2 separate regions of the Mus musculus genome follow, and region 1 is linked to region 2. The links are chromatin contacts, called in public promoter capture Hi-C maps. All regions are on one chromosome and are shown on one strand. The core of a region is the stretch at or near the end of the contact, and the rest is flanking DNA. Distances in the headings are between cores, read along the strand shown.

Evidence for each region. Promoter capture Hi-C pulls out the DNA fragments that hold promoters and counts their contacts.
Region 1: a contact with region 2 is called in a promoter capture Hi-C map of embryonic stem cells, with 11 times the contacts expected there. The contact joins the promoter of Osr1 here to the promoter of Gdf7 in region 2. A contact is called at or near these places in 11 of 39 promoter capture datasets (cranial neural crest, embryonic stem cells, epiblast stem cells and 5 more), 18 of 484 Hi-C or Micro-C datasets (embryonic stem cells, epiblasts and hematopoietic stem and progenitor cells), 3 of 115 datasets of contacts at active chromatin or transcription factors (all in embryonic stem cells) and 1 of 9 other capture datasets (embryonic stem cells).

What each region holds. Positions count from the first base shown.
Region 1 is chr12:9,572,808-9,577,373 of GRCm38.p6, reverse strand. It overlaps Osr1 (odd-skipped related transcription factor 1), which reads right to left and starts at 2,932. Exons shown (of 3, transcript NM_011859.3): 1 at 2,632-2,932.
Region 2 is chr12:8,299,141-8,303,952 of GRCm38.p6, reverse strand. Gdf7 (growth differentiation factor 7) reads left to right here and starts at 1,999. Exons shown (of 2, transcript NM_001312876.1): 1 at 1,999-2,386. The coding sequence starts at 2,020. It also overlaps a transcript of Ldah not described here.

The sequences.
Region 1 (4,566 bases), core at 1,683-4,182, 1.3 Mb before region 2:
GCTAGCAGGATAGCAATCACACACCAGCCTTCTCTACTACTCAATTCACAAAACTTGGGCCAGGCAAGCGAGGGTCATGTCAGATTTCTGGGACTAAGAAAAGCAAAGTGCAGTTGGGCTTGGGCTGAAGAGGAAGTGGGAACCTCTTTGGAATGGGGAGGGAGAAAAAAAGGCCTCCAACTTCAAAGCTATGCAGGACATAGGCTAGTTGGACGCCCTTTGATTTGCCACCCCTGTTTCTCTCTCTTCCAGGCACTGGAAATTATATCCTCATTTTAAGCTCTATTGGAGCCAGCCTGGGCAATGGGGAGGTCACACTAGCAGCTCTTCTATTAGGCCTATGGGATGTCAACCAGTGATGGTGGCAGCAGGACTCTGGCTAAACTGCTAGGCTGGGTATAAGCCACAAACTTTTCCTGACTCTTCTTTGCCTCCCCCAACCTCCCAAGCCAAAAAGTATGGAGAGGCCTTGGGACCCTGGAGGGGAGGTACTTGCAACCTCTCTGCCTGATCTTATTTCCTCCAACACACCATTTCTTTTTCTCAGTGGACCAAGCCGTTTATTTTCTGTAGCTTTCTTAGGCGTGGGATTCCAAGGGTCATGCCACCGACCTTCCCCGCGGACGAATTTCGTTGGAAAGGTGGATCTTTACATCATTACTAAAAACACGGACCTCATGCAAAATCTGGTTTCAGAGGACCAGCTAATAGGAAAACACAATGCAGATAAGCCACTGCGGCCTGAGGAGAAGAGAGGAACATGGGGCCTCTCCAGCTGCAGTGCCACCTCCCGCCCCCCACTCCATCCTGAGCCTTTTCACCATTTAATCTGGTAGAGACTACCTCTTCTAAGGTCCAGTATCTACTCCACGTGAAACTCCGGGCCTGGAGACTTGGTAAGCACTAGTAAATGTCCTGACTCGCTGCAGTGAACTCAATTCCTGCCTCAGAGCAGGGGTCCATGCGCGGCACAGTCATTCGTGTCCCTCTTGCAGTAGAATGCCAGTCCTGCCTCTGCCGCCCTCCCTATGGAGGGCATTAATGAAGTGTGCAGCCTATTAAAGTGGTTTATTCGAGGCTAATTGAGCGCGAGTGAGTTAACTGCTTGCATTAATGAGGACAGAGCGAACCCCACGAGCCCGAAGGAGCTCAGCAGCTTCCCCACCCCACCCCAATATCATCCTTGACATAGAATCCCCATTCGAACGGTGACAGATTTCCCAATCCAGGTCCAGAGGTCTGACCAACACCACACACGTTAGCTGCCCTTTTTTCCAACAAACGAGATCGAAGGAACCCTCTTTCCTTTGCCATTCTGCTATACTGGGATGCCCGCTGTGTCCCCAGGAGCCGGCTTCCCAATCTTAATGAAACCACAATTACTTTCGAGAGAGCCTGTGATAGACCATCTACCCACCAGTCCTCTTTGGTTCCTCCTTCCCTCCCAGCGAGCACAGAGCACACTCTTTCCCTGGGAGGCTGTGAAACTAGGAAAATAGCTTTACACGTGGTTCTCTTTCAAAGAGCCAACTTGCAAGTCCCATCCCGAATGAAATTCATCGAATTATTGCGACAAAGAAACCTATGCTGCTAACCTCTGCTCCGGAGCCCACCCGGCTTGTGCAGCAGGGGCTGTTGAGGGAGGACGCGGGAGATTTTTGTTTGTTTGTTTTTTGGTTTTTAATCAAGGATACTGCTGGTGGAAGGTAAGATTCCTTCAGCAAGCAGCCGCCCTTGTCTCTCTCATTTTGACTTCCCATCTTTTCCCCTTAAACCTGGATTAGGCTACTACCAAAGGAGCAAAATAGAATCCCCACGCTAGAGGTATCTGCAGCCTCCTGATTGTTCTGCTTCTGGGTCGTCCGGTTCTCCAGTTAGAAAACAATGTTCGTTTGTGTCCCCCACCCCCAGCATAGTTCTCCCTACACCAGAGACAATCGAAGGTTATGATTTGCAGGCCTGGGGACACACTGAAACCCTCTAATAGAGACCATCCCAAGCAGAGTCCAATTGTGAGGTGGATGTCAGACTCGCAGCAGCCCTGTGGTCCTGGGGTTTGAAGGCTTCGAGTCTAAAGTACAACTCTGCAAAAGAAGAATTCGTTTTAAAGCCCAACAGAGTTGGGGCAATGCACCTGTCCAGGATGCTGAAAGCTTAGGTTATGACCATCAACACTTTCTCCCCTCTTCCTCAGCTAAGGGGGGATAAGTCTGAATTAAAAGGCACCCTGCAGGAAAAAAAAAAAAGTTTGTGTTCTCTGAAGTTGCTCTAGTTTCTTAAGGGAAGCCTGCAGAGTGCCTTATAAAATCTGTGGGCACCTTACTAGAATACTGGAATTCTAGCTAGCCAAACACGGCTGCACTCAATGGCTCAGGCCCTTCTGTCTCCTTCCTTCCTCCCGAGGTCAGAGGCCAACAAGGACCCAGAGTTAGAAGTCTTTGAACCAGCATCCCCATCAACTCTACGTTGCAACTGCTCTCACTTTCACGGAGATCTTGCAGCCTTCCTTTGGCCAAAAGAACCGCCTTTGAGGACACTGAAAAGAGGAGGCACCAGCTACAACAGGGAACCAGAAGTGAATCTTGCGGGCTTTCGCCTCGCTGAGCCCAGGCGCCCCAGGGCTGCAGTTACCTTGTTCCGCCGCGGTCCCAGGGCAGAGCGCGTCTGTGAGGGTCGCTGCGCTGGACTTGAGTGACCAGAGACTCTGGAGCCGACTGGCACCCCTGGCGAACTAGACTTCTGACGCTTCTGTAGCTGCGGTGACTCCAAGAGTCGGACACGCGGGAGCGCTTCACAGCCCCGGAGTTCTACCCGCCGGGGTCTGCTGAGCCTCGCTCCTGGCTCCCTTTCTGAATCTGAACCAGTGCCGGCGAGAACTTGCTGGGGAGAGGCCGAGCTACGTCTCACTCATCCCTTAGCACCGAGCCGCCTACTTATTTTAATCCACCTCCCCCTAACCCCCCTCCCCTTGCCGTGCGATTTCTCCCCTCCCTCCCCTGCCCCCCAACTCTGCCTGCGCCTGCGCATTGGGAAACAAAGTTTTGCTGACCCGGGCAGCGGACTTTGGCAGCTGTGCTAGCCTGCCTTCTGCTTCTCCTGACCGGTGTCCCCTCCCTGATAATCCCACTCGACACTTTCTGTGTGTGTGTGTGTGTGTGTGTGTGTGTGTGTGTGTTTCTAAGACACATAAGATCAAGCAGTAGAAGAAACATATCTTACGGATAAGAGAGGACTAGAACCGAGCATTTCGGAGTTCTGTTCTGGAGCTTTGGGACCTATGGTGGCACCACCTATGAAAGCGGATAGGAGCCTAGGGTGTCCCCACACCAGCACCTTAGGCATACACTCAATTTGTAATCTGACAAAGTCGCTGCCGCTCTTCTTAAGATTTCCTCCTAGAAGTGACAGACTCCTGGTGTGGAGCAGCGCTCCTGACACCAAATAGTGCTTGAGACCTGGGCAGCGATTCTAGCAGAGCTGGCTGGTTCCTGGTGCGGAAGGACAGAGATTACTGACTGCGCGAGCCATAACATCCGAGTGCCTATGGCTGACCACAGACTCTGGGGTGTGGAGTTCCACAGAAACGTCCATGGCAGAGCGTATGAGGAGAAGAAGAGCTAGTTACTTGAACTGCAGACCTCCCCGGAATTCCATTCTAAAGCTCCAATCACATATTCTTTTTAGAGTGGATGGGAGTTTTAAAGAGCAGCTAAAGGCACTGGGACCCCTGGGCCTGCGGGGCTGGTTTGGGTGGAGTTTGTAGAGGGAGTTGGGACCTAGAACAACTACATCCTTGCTGTCTGCTTCTTACACAGCCCCAAATACCTCTTTACTATTGATCCCTGGAACTGACCTAAGGCTGACCCCAGTCAGCTGTCATTCCTCCCTACCACCTTTCTGGAATGCCTTACCTGGCTTTTTCATGGAAGATGGTGAGGTTTTCTGACTTCCTGACTTTGCCCCAAAGTTACTACTGCAGAGTGGCTCTTGTCACACACACACACACACACACACACACACACACACACACACACACTTCCTGGGGAGTAGGTGCCACTCTCACACATTGAAACAGTCCTTTTGGAAGAGTCACCTACTCCTCAGCTTTACTGTGCAAGACTGATCCCATGTGATCTCTTGAGGTAGCAGGAGTTTGATTCCTAATATAGGGAGTGATGATGGAGGATGGGCCACATCCCTCCTCCCACCTGCATAATTGAAACAGACTTGGTATTCGCAAACTTTTAGAATGGAACATAGCTTCCAGACTCTGGCTAACTTTGGCTAGAGCAGGGAAGGAACAAGAGAAAGGGCTATAGTTTACTCAGGAGCCCACTCCCACCTCCAGCACCCCACTGGTTACTGTTCAAGTAAGAGACCCACATAAGTGTGCCTATGTGCCTGGAATCTTAGCAGCTGTCAGTACTAGCAGGATCCTGGAAGCAGAGGGAGCTGAGGTCACCCCATTCCAATAGCTGGGGACACAGCAACAAAATCCAGTCAGGAATCCCAGGACTTCCTTCCACTTAGGCTCAATGTGTTCCCATAGTAGGCAAAGCTTGGATA
Region 2 (4,812 bases), core at 750-3,249:
CATCATGGACCAGGAAGTTTAGTCTCAAACAGAAGCTATGTGGCTTCCTTGACTCCACTTCAGGAAGGATCACTAACCTGTCCTAATGTCCAGCTCCAAGGTGGCCTAAGGGAAGGGGTGTCATGTAATCAAGAAACATTATCATCCACTGGGCCAACATAGTGCCAGATCCCTTCTGCTCTTCCCTTTATACAGTCGGAGAAACGGAAACCAAGACAAGTGGAGGGGACTCGGAAGGGCCAGGACTGTTAGTGGCCAAAGCCAGGGCTGGAACCAGGGTGGTGACAGGCCAGGGCTCTCTGTTTTCTAAACAAAGAATTGATTTGTGAAAAACTCAAAGTCTGGACATGAGTGGCGTCTGTGGAAAGAAGGCCACCAGAACCCAGTGTCCCTCTGAGCAAAGAGACCCCTGGCTGGCCACTGTAGGCAGGGGTGGATGGGTGGGCAGGGAGTTACGCCAGGAAGTCTCCACCCTACTAGAGCCACTTCCTCCAGGCACCCAAAGAAAGAAAGAAACCCATAATTATGGCTTTTGCATCCGCTCCCCAACCTGGCCACCAAAGGTAGGTTGTCATCCCAGATGCCCACCATCTGGCAACAGCAGGAAGGCCCTGAGTAGGGAGGCCAGCAGCACAGACCGTGGTCCAGGTGCACGCGTGCCTGCTATCCAGAGGGCGAGGTGGGAGTATAAGACTCCAACGCGGGAGCCTGGGCTATGTAGTTTATTAGGAAGAGGCTTTTAGATAGCACCTTGACCTGACTCACGGACCGGGCGTGGATTCTGAGTTTGGTATCCAGAACAATGCTAAAGTAATGGATTTGGGGTCCAGGCTTTTAAATCCCTTGGACAGTTGGTCTATTTTCTGGACATTCTTGCTCTGGGGTTTGTCTGAACTAAATCGACACACATGCTGGCGCCTTCCCCCCTCAGAGCAGGAGTGGGGAGGAAGTTAGCCAAACAAAAGTCCCAGCGTCTGTATGCTCAAGAGTCGCCCAGGCATAGACCAGAGGTGGCCCTTTCCACCCATGCTCATAGAGTGCTATAACCATGCTGGCATCCGAGCGCTATTCCATGGCTTTGCAACGCAGCCTCTGGGCTTGTGGTTGCACTCTTGCCTTTTGCTCTGAAGACCTTGAAGAAATGTGGTCACCTGCCCCACTCTCCCCTTTCCCCGGGCAAATTACTTTGCACATTCAAACCCTGAGACCTAATTTGAGTAGGATTCCGCTGGTCCCCGCCTTCCTAATTCATTAAACCCTTTAAGATTTCAGCTCCTGCTTTGGCTCAAGATGCCCACCCAAAGCTTTTCCGGTCCGTGCCCATCTGTACCCTCCAGCCACTCATCCTTCATCACAGATCCTCTCCCTTTCTCTGGCCTCCCACTGTTATCTTCAGAGGGCTGTGGACGGGAGAGGGTGGCATCCAAATGTGTATCGTAAGCATCCCTAGGAACTCCCTAATGAGCATCCATCAAGGGGGCGTACGGCGAGAAAGCTGGATGGGAGGGGCCCAGTCTTGACTTGGCCCGGGTCTGGCATCCCTAGCACTCACAAGATCACGCGGAGGGCGGTGTTTCTCCATGGAGGAGTCGGGAGGAAGCTGGGCGGGTACGCGAGACGCCCCATCTTCCAGCCAAGGAGTGCGCTGAGGTCTTGGGGCGGAGGGGGGTGGGGGCTCGTAGTACCTTCGGGAGGGGAGGCGGGGCACCGCGTTGTGGCAGGAGCCTCGGGCGGATGGCCTTCTCTTGGCAAGGACAAGGACCAGGCACTACAGCAAGGGGAGGCGACTTCTACCCTGCACTGCGCGATAGGCCTGAGTTGGGGGGCTCAGCGCTGCGGGTTGAACGTTCAGCAGGGGGCGCTGCTCCGAGCGCTGGGCGGGGGTGGGGTGGGAGAGGAGGGGGGCAGCGGCTTGCTGCGCACACTTCCCCCATTATTAAACACTATGTTCAAAAGGCGTCGGGGGACTTCCCGGAGCCACGGAGCCCGTGTCGCGCGGCCGGCCGGCCCAAGGAGCCCATGGACCTGAGCGCTGCCGCCGCGCTGTGTCTCTGGCTGCTGAGCGCTTGCCGTCCCCGCGACGGGCTAGAAGCTGCCGCGGTGCTCCGAGCGGCGGGGGCTGGACCAGCCTGGAGCCCCGGGGGCGGCGGCGGCGGGCGGACCCTCGCCCGGGCTCCAGGCCCTTCAGCTCTCCAGGCCGCTGCGGTTCCGGGTCCCCGAGCTGTGCGCCGCGCTGCGGGTTCTGGCTTCAGGAACGGCTCGGTGGTGCCACACCACTTCATGATGTCGCTTTACAGGAGCCTGGCGGGGAGGGCTCCGGTCGCGGCAGCTTCAGGGCACGGGCGTGTGGACACAATCACCGGCTTCACAGACCAAGCAACTCAAGGTACTTTACGCGTCTTCTGCGCACCAGCCCATCCCGTCTACTCTTGACTGGAGACGAGCCGGGGGAGGCAAGCCTCTGCCCGATTCGATCCTGAACTATGATCCCTATAGTTATCCTCAGGTGCTGGAGAGAAAAAGTTGTCTTCGAAGTCATTGTTCACGAACCCCTAAGCCAGTCAAGGCTTGGTCTCCGAGGGCTAAGGGAGTGGGAGCCGCTCTTCAGAACAGGCTGGCAGGTTCCCCTCAAGCCAAGCGGAGCTCAAGATCCGCTTCTTTGGGGGAAGGGTCTAGTGTAGCCTTGGGCCTGGAGCCCTGGGAGAAGAAAGAAGGGCAGGAGTTGTGGCCTTTGAGTTCCCGCCAAGAGGGACGAGAGCAGTGATGGTAGTGCCTTGTGTTCAGCGGGGGACTGGGGACTATACACAAATTGAAGCTCAGGGGAATTCAGGGTAGAGCAGCTGGTATCCAATTAAAGTCATGGCCTCTCGGTATCAGAAGGACCCCTCTCAGGCAGGCCGTTTCGGGTGGATGGTGGCTTGTGTATGGGAAGAGAGTTTGGGTGCCTGCCTTCCTTCTGTGACAGTAGGCCCCAGCAGCCAGAGTCCAGGGCCTCGGCTTGTGTGGGGAGAAAAGGGATGGTTGGAGCTCAAACATCACATTTTACCCTGTGTAGGGCCCTCCAAAGGTAGGATGTGGGTGGGGTTGTGGGGTGGTTGTAGTATGTGTGTGTCATCTGGCTTTTATTAATCTCCATTGAAGTCATTAAAGCAGACAGATAGGGAAAATTTAACTAATTTCAGGCGGAAATGCAAGTAATTTTGGCTTCAATTCTGCCCAGCCAAAGATCTAGCTTGGAAATCAGGAGGGAAAGGAAGGCAAGTAGGGCTGAAAAGTGAGGCTAGGCAGCCTTTGGCAGTCTGCAGGCCTTTGATACCAGCGTGGGAAAACAGGCTGTGGCTACCACGCATCAGCCATCTCAGAAACACACTCAGTGCGCAGCATGTACGCACAGACAGCTTTGTTTCCATACATAGAACTCTCTGGCCCTGACGGTCCTATGGGGGCACTTAGGACCAGCATCTATTTTCCAAGGGTCTGTCATGGCACGCCACACTGACTGGTGGGATCCTTACAGGAAACTCCAATCCCAGTGTGCAGCAGAATCAGGAAAAACTCCTAACCTGTCCCTGCATAGGACGCTCTCAAGCTGCCAACAGTGAGAGGGGCCTAAAGTAACAGAAGCATCCGACTTTGTTAGGGCTGGCTAAGTGTACAAGGTTATAAAACCAGCTAATTCCTTCCGGCGTAGCTCTGCTCCACCAGCAAGACCCAGAGGCGGGCCACCTTTTCTCCCTCCCTCCCTGGGGAGGTAGCAAGGCCGAGGAAGCGGGGTGAGGCGGAGGCTGCAGAGAAGGGTCTTTGAGAGGAAAAGCAGGGACGGGGAATATGGCCCAGGGCCTCTGTCTAGCTTGCTCCCACCAGCTTCAGTTTAGAACAGAGCTGTGGAGGCAGAACAGTACACCCAGACTGTAGACTTAGAACACCAGGGCCTGGCTCCATGGTTGAGAACAAATCCCCAAAGGTGGGGGGAGTTTGCATGGTCTCTCCGATGGGGCAAAACGAAACCATATGACCCCCTTCAAAGGCAACGCCTTATCTGCTCTTTGGTGGAATTTAAACATTTTTTTTTTGTCTGAGTCCACCCCAAAAGAAAAAGGACCCATGACCAGAAATAAAACCCCAAGCCCGAAATAAATCACACCGGAGCAAAAGAATGAGCAAGTCTGCACCGCAGAAACATCGCCTCCTCTAATCTCTCCGTGAAGGTTCTCTGCGTCTCGCTGTCTTTTCCATTCCCCTTGGTAGCCGCGGGGGCACCAGAAGGAGCCAAGAGCGGGGTTGACGTCGTCGCTATCCTGGCTGAACGGGCAGGGTGGGCTGAAGCAGAGGGTGTCGCGATGCTTATGCGTTCCGTTTCTGGACAATTTTCAAGGGCCCAATTTGCACGGGAAACCGTGGTCAGTGAAGGTGTCTAGGCTGGGTTGGGAGAAGAAAAGGAACCAAAGGGAAAAGTGCTTTTAGGGAATGAGAAGTTTTCGTTTTCCGCACATCCAGGAGTGCTTGCAGCTCTCTGGGGCGCTCGGCTCAGCAGTAAGGGACAATTGTCACATAAAGCAAGTTATTGGGAAAGTGTGTGAGCGCTTTCTGTTTGGCCCCCTTCAGGACACCCCTGCTCAGAAAATTGACCTACCTTTCGGCAAAAGAAAGATGCCAGTGCAGGCAGCAGAACTAATGGTTAAGTTTTTGGTCCAGAGATGCGGTGGTGAGCTCTTGGGTCCCGCAGTCTAGCTATTAGGTGTGTGTATCTGTCTGTCACGGTGGTCGAAGAACCAAAGCTTCAGGTGTAGGCGACAAGAAAGAATCCCTTTA